Regions from separate parts of the Sus scrofa genome. Here region 2 is linked to region 1. Evidence: chromatin contacts called from public Hi-C data. All regions are on one chromosome and are shown on one strand. Each heading gives the region's core, a stretch centred on a gene start, on an enhancer-like site or on the middle of the called end of the contact. The rest is flanking DNA. Distances are from core to core; before and after follow the strand shown. Region 1 holds the start of LSM4 (U6 snRNA-associated Sm-like protein LSm4). Region 2 holds the start of RAB3A (RAB3A, member RAS oncogene family).

Region 1 (3,213 bases), core at 512-3,011:
CCGTGGCTGCAGCTCCAATTCGACCCCTAGCCTGGGAACCTCCATATGCCGCGGGAGCAGCTCAAGAAAAGGCAAAAAGACAAAAAATAAAATAAATAAATAAATAAAATAGTTTCATGTTTGATCTTGCTCAACTGCAGGCTAATGTTCCAACAGAACATCGATAACAGAGATCAGTTCTAACCCCCATATCTGTGAATATGGCCTTATTGGAAATAAAGTCTTTGTCGATATAATTAAGGATCTCAAGATGAAATTTAACCTGAGTTTAGGAAGGGCCTAATACGAGAAAGGAATGCCTTCATAAAAAAAGAGGAAGAGGAGTTCCCGTCGTGGCGCAGTGGTTAACGAATCCGACTAGCAACCATGAGGTTGCGGGTTCAGTCCCTGCTCCTGCTCAGTGGGTTGACGATCCGGCGTTGCCGTGAGCTGTGGTGTAGGTTGCAGACGCGGCTCGGATCCCGCGTTGCTGTGGCTCTGGCGTAGGCTGGTGGCTACAGCTCCGATTCAACCCCTAGCCTGGGAAACTCCATATGCCGCGGGAGCGGCCCAAGAAATAGCAAAAAGACAAAAAAAAAAAAAAAAAAAAAAGAGGAAGAGTTGAGACACAGAGACACACAAAGAAAAGCACCATGTGATGACAGAGGAATCTGTGCCAAGAACTACAAGGATTGCTGGCAGAGAAGCATGGGATGAATTGCCCCTCAGATCCTTCAGAAAGAACCAACTCTGCTAAAACTTTGATTTCAGTCTTTCGGATTAAGTTTTACTGTTTAAAACCACCCAGTTTGGAGTTCCTGTTGTTGCTCAGCAGTAAGGAACCGGACTAGGTATCCATGAGGACTCAGGTTCAATCCCTGGCCTCAATCAGTGGGTTAAGGAAGCTGCGGTGTAGGCCACAAATGCTGCTCAGATCCTGCATTGCCATGGCTATGGTGTAGGCAACTGTAGCTCCATCCAATTCGACCCCTAGCTTGGGAACGTTCATATGCCATGGGTGAGGACCTAAAAAGCAAAAAATATTCAAATAAAAATAAAAAAATAAAACCACCCAGTTTGATCATTTGTTATGGCAGCCCAAGGAAACTAATACATTTGTCTATTTTGTTTACAGTCTGCCTCCCCAGTGGGCTCCTAAACCTCAGGAGGGCCAGGAGTTTTGTTTGGTTTATTCTCTTCTGTGTTTCCAGGAGGAGGCCCGTAGTAGATGCTCAATAAATATTTATTGCATGTCCGTGTATCAAGTGCTCAGTACGTGCCGGGCACTCTTCTTTTACAAGGCATAAATCACTTGGCACTCATTGCAACCTTCTAAAGCAGACACTATTATTAAGCCCATTTCAAAGGGAAGCAAACTGAGGTTCACACCGGTACGTCTAGCCTATCAAAAGAAGTGCCCTGGACAACGGTCAACTACAATAAAGAGAATCAGAAGAGTAGGAGCTCGAAGGGACACATGGCAATAACCATAGAGCTGCCATTCCTCCATTTGGAAATTGGAGGCACTACCCCGTTTTGCCCACAGCGTGGAGCCCGGAAAAATCACTGAAGATTGCACCTGCGCAGGCGCCCTTACCCACAAGGCCTCCTGCGCCGGCGCACATTGCTCCGCCCCCTTTTGCAGCACTCATAGCGGCACTTTACGACTCTCTCTCTCATTTCTCCGGTAGGAACGCGGCCCGCCCCGCCCCTCGTGTTTAATAGGCCCCGCCTTACTCCGCGTGGATTGGTTGGCCTTCCCATGAGCCTCGTGCTGACTGGCTCGCGTTGCTGCCACTCCATTTCAGCCTAGTGGCGCGCAGAGCTGCAGCTACCGGCGGGAACGTGAGCGGCGGCGGCGGCGGAAGTAGCCCACGAGCCTAGTCCCCGCCGACACCATGGTGAGGGCGGTGCGACGGGGGAGCCGGCCGCCAAGGGCCCTCGGGGCGGTTGTTGGTTCAGGGGCGTTGTGGAGCCAGCCTGTAATCTGGGCCTTGAGTCCTGCCCCTTCGCCCAAGGTGGGGAGGACAGGCCGGAGAGTGGAAGAGCTTCTCCCAGGACACCAAGCACGTCGGTCTCGGGGGAGCTTGGGATTGGATAGAAATGAAATCACAGTATGGCAGTCTGGCAGCAGTCTTCCCATTTTGCAGATGGGGAAACTGAGGCCAGAGAGGAAGGGGACCTGCTGAAGGGCCCGGTGAATGCAGCAGAGTGAGTTTTCGGACGGGGAAATGGCTCCCAGTGCATCCGACCCGATCTGACCTCCTAGACAGTAAAGCTAGAGCACCAGGCAGTAGGGGGCCGGCCTTCTTTCTCAAATTCAGCCAATCTGGGGAATTTCGGGGGTTGTACTGCCCTTGGAATGCTAGCTGCGCAACCTCTTATGCCTCTCCTTTTCAGACTAAAAAGCAGACCCAAAGCAAGGTTAACTTCTTCCGGGGTCACACAGCATATGGTTCCAGGGGAAGGGGGGGCGTTTTCAGCCATGGATGGGCTAACCGTATCCCAGTTTAGAAAACAAAAAAATCGAGGCCCTGGCAGGAAGTCTCCCCAGGGCCATGCCATCTCACAAGTTGTGGAAATTGGAGATCTAAACCAGCGTGCCTGTGTCCCCAGTGAGTGACAGACAGGGAAATGGAGGCCCACACAGAGGAATTGAGCTGGGAGAGAACCTGGCCCATCAGCCCTCGAGTCCTCTAAGATGGTCGCTGCACATTTTTCGGAGCTGACCATGAGGGTTCAGTAATTCTTCTGGTCATTGTAGGGATGGAGAGAAGGGAGCAGCTTCGTTCTCTCTGTTCGTCTCTCTGGAGGGTAGAGTTGGTCTGTGGAAGAATCCATTTGTTAAGCTCCATGGAGATAGGATCTCTGTTTTATCCTCATATATTGCCAGAGCCTAGAACAGTGTCTGTGCAAAGTCTGTGTTCAGGAGTGGCTAAGGCATTACACACTGCCTGTTCCTTGTGGTCGGGGTGGGGCGGAAGCCAAGCCAAGGTCTGGGTGAGGGAGTGGGTGATCAGCAGCTTCCTGAGTTGGGAACCTCAGGACACCATTAAATCCAGTTGTGGAAGTTTCCATTGTGGCACAGCAGAAACGAATCCGAGTAATAACCATGAGGTTGGGGGTTTGATCCCAGGTCTTGCTTAGTGGATTAAGGATCCAGTGTTGCTGTGAGCTGTGGTGTAAGCTGCACACGTGGATCAGATCCCATGTGGCTGTGGCGCAGGCTGGTGG
Region 2 (3,213 bases), core at 317-2,816, 100 kb after region 1:
TGGCTATTTAGCAAATCGCTTGAACACTTAAGCCAATCATAAGGCGCCGTGAAACCCCGCCTCCCTAACACTGGAGAGAGGTGGCCCCAGCAGGCGATTCCTCCCCTCCGGCACTGCTTTCGCTAGCTACTGGATGCGCTCGCTGGGCCCCGCCCCATTCTCGCGTCAATCTGCGTGGGGAGCCTCGCCCCTCCCCGCTCTGCGTGTGACAGTGGACCCTATCTCAATGCGTGGCTCCGCCCCAGGATGGCGTCACGGCCGTATCTGCATGTGAGGCCCCGCCCTGCTCTTTGCAGGACGTCACCAAGGACTGCAGGGGCCTGAGCCGCTGCCGCCGCCTCCGCTGCCGCGCAGCCCCACATCAACGCACTGGGGGCCCCGTCGCCACCGCTAGGGTCACCACCACATCACTGCAGGGCAAGGTGAGCTCCCGAGTGTCCCTGTGCACTCCCGCTCGGAGTACCTACATAACCTTCATTTGACTGATGGGCTGGCTGGGGTGAGAGACGAGGTTGGCAGGTGTTAAATGAGGGGAAGGATGCGGCGGTCGCGAGCCTGGGGAGGGGTAGGTTCCCCTTACCTGCTGGATCCTCCTCCCCACCCCCACCTCTCCACCCCGGTTCTGCGGCGGAGGGGGAGGGGAGACGAGACGGGTGCCTTGCGGGAAGCTGTGCGCGCGGGAGGCTCCATGCGTGCGCGTGCGCGTGGTGTGCACACGCGTGTGCGCGCCCGCCTGTACCGGCCGATTTGTGTGTACCCTTGCTTGGGTCCCAGGGTATGCTCTTGTGACCCCCCCGGGTTTCCCTACTCAAGTTTGTGCATGTTGCACGCGTGTGGAGGGGGACGCGTGGACTATGCGTGTGCGTGCACAGCAAAGTGCATACATGTACAGAGATGCGTGCCCATGTGGGTGACGTGTACTCGGCTGCATAGGTGGAGGACACAGTGCGCACGGGTGGATTTGCTCATTGGTATATGCATGTCGGTGTGCAGACAGGTGTCTGCCTCTGTCCTGTGCGCCGAGTGTGTTCGATGCTCAGATATGCACGAATGTGCCCTGGTGTGTGCCCTGCTGTGTGCACGTGAGCGTGAGCACGCCCTGCTCCTATCACGTGGGGTAGCTGCTTCAGCCCGAGCTCTCCCAGCCTGGGAATCTGGGAGGACTGCAGATACGCGTCCCCGCGGGTACCGTACACGCGTGTGCACGTGCGCTAGCGCCGCTCAGTTCTGAGGAACGTGAATGATTGATAGGGGGCGGGGCCGGCCGCAGTCACTCCCCTAGGCACAGCTGTAGGGCTTAGGTTGCTGTCGGACCAGGGGCTCCGGCCTGCAGCGATGTCTCCATCCCTTTCGGTCTGAAAGTCCTCCCCTGAAACCTTGGGCCTTTCAAGGTCAAGGCCCGCCCTCTGCTGTGGGCCCCACCATTAGTACTGGGGCTCCTGACGGGATAAAGGTAATCTCTGTCTCACTCTGGGAGCTCTGGAGTTCTTCCATCCTGAGTCTGGGCTTGGGCGTTTGGAGTTGGAGGGCGACCCTCTCACGCTCGCCTATGCCCCGTACCCCCAGATGGCATCTGCCACAGACTCGCGCTATGGGCAGAAGGAGTCCTCGGACCAGAACTTTGACTACATGTTTAAGATCCTCATCATTGGAAACAGCAGTGTGGGCAAGACATCCTTCCTCTTCCGCTATGCAGACGACTCCTTCACGCCTGCCTTTGTCAGCACTGTAGGAATCGACTTCAAGGTCAAGACCATCTACCGGAATGATAAGAGGATCAAGCTGCAGATCTGGGTGGGTCCAGCTGGGGGAATTCTGTCTCCATCACTCCCTCTCTGTCCCAAAGAGCAGCCCAGCTTTCCCTATTGCTTTCCTGTCTAGATTCATTCATTACACACTGAGCATTTTTTCAGGCCCTTACTGTGTACCACAGGATAGAGGCACAGAAGAGGGTATCTCGGTTCTTTCAGTGTGTCATCGGTGCTCTCCAAGGGTGGGGAAGTAGCAAATGCCAGGTAGGTCCTCTCCTACCTCTGACATCATTGGACACATCATTTGCTTGGTGCCTCAGCTTCTCTCCCCATCTTCAGCTTCCTCCATGTGGCTCTGTATGAGGTTTCAGAGAAATCTTGACCCCCCCCCCCACCTCATTCTCCGAGACAGGAACAGGCTCCTCTAGCCACCTCCCTCAGTGCCTCTGAGACATGAGGGAGCCTGCTAAATCCAAAGTCAGAACCATCCCTTCTCTGTTCACAGTTCTGCCAAGGCTCCCACCTCATCTGGGTTAAACCTGTGCCTTCTCCCCCTGGCTAAGATCCTGTGTGGTCTATCCTTGTTGATACCCAATCTCATTTGTATCCCTCCATCTCTACCTCAGCCTCTTCACTGTCTCACTGTTCCTCAAATATACCAGACATAGTCCACATCTGGGCCTTTCCCTGGGCTGTGCCTTCTGCCTGGATTACCTTTCTTCTTATCTCTGCAGGGCTCCCTCCCTCATCCTTCAAGTTTTTTGTTTTTTGTTTTTTTTTTTTTGTCTTTTTAGGGCCACACCCTCAGCATATGGAGGGTCCCAGGCTAGGGGTCTAATCAGAGCTGCAGCTGCCTGCCTACACCACAGCCACAGCAATGCCAGATCCAAGCCATATCTGCAACCTACACCACAGCTCATGGCAACACATCCCCAACTCACTGAGCTTGGCCAGGGATCAAACCCACATCCTCTTGGATACTAGGTGGATTTGTTTTCGCTGCACCATGACAGGAACTCCTGATTTTGGTCTATTTTGGTTTTTTGTTTTGTTTTTGTCTCTCTCTCTCTTTTTCCTCTTTTGTTCTACCCAGTTATGTGGTGGGTTTCTTGCCCTTTTTGGAGGTTTAAGATCTTCTGTCAGCATTCAGTAGATGTCTTGTACGAATCTTTCTACATGTAGATGGGTTTTTGTTTTTGTTTTGTTTTTTTTGATGTGTTCATTGGAGAAGATGAGTACCTTGTCTTACTCCTCTGCCATCTCAATCCCGATGCTATTGGTTTTTGTTTTTTGCCCACACCCAGGGGCATGTGGAAGTTCCCAGGCCAGGGGTTGAACCCATGCCACAGTGGCAGCCCAAACCACTGCAGTGACAACGCTAGATCCTTAACCATTTGTGCCACAAGAGAACTCTCTGGTGCTTTTTTTTTTGGTCTTTTTGTCTTTTTGCCATTTCTAGGGC

What was found. Hi-C and Micro-C count contacts between places; a contact is called where the count stands out from the background.
Region 2: a contact with region 1 is called in a Hi-C map of skeletal muscle, with 5 times the contacts expected there. The contact joins the promoter of RAB3A here to the promoter of LSM4 in region 1. A contact is called at or near these places in 10 of 47 Hi-C or Micro-C datasets (blood, embryonic fibroblasts, fetal skeletal muscle and 6 more) and 2 of 2 datasets of contacts at active chromatin or transcription factors (alveolar macrophages and skeletal muscle).

Annotation. Positions count from the first base shown.
Region 1 is chr2:59,497,799-59,501,011 of Sscrofa11.1, forward strand. It overlaps LSM4 (U6 snRNA-associated Sm-like protein LSm4), which reads left to right and starts at 1,762. Exons shown (of 5, transcript XM_021083528.1): 1 at 1,762-1,880. The coding sequence starts at 1,878.
Region 2 is chr2:59,602,823-59,606,035 of Sscrofa11.1, forward strand. It overlaps RAB3A (RAB3A, member RAS oncogene family), which reads left to right and starts at 1,567. Exons shown (of 4, transcript NM_001123179.1): 1 at 1,567-1,794. The coding sequence starts at 1,567.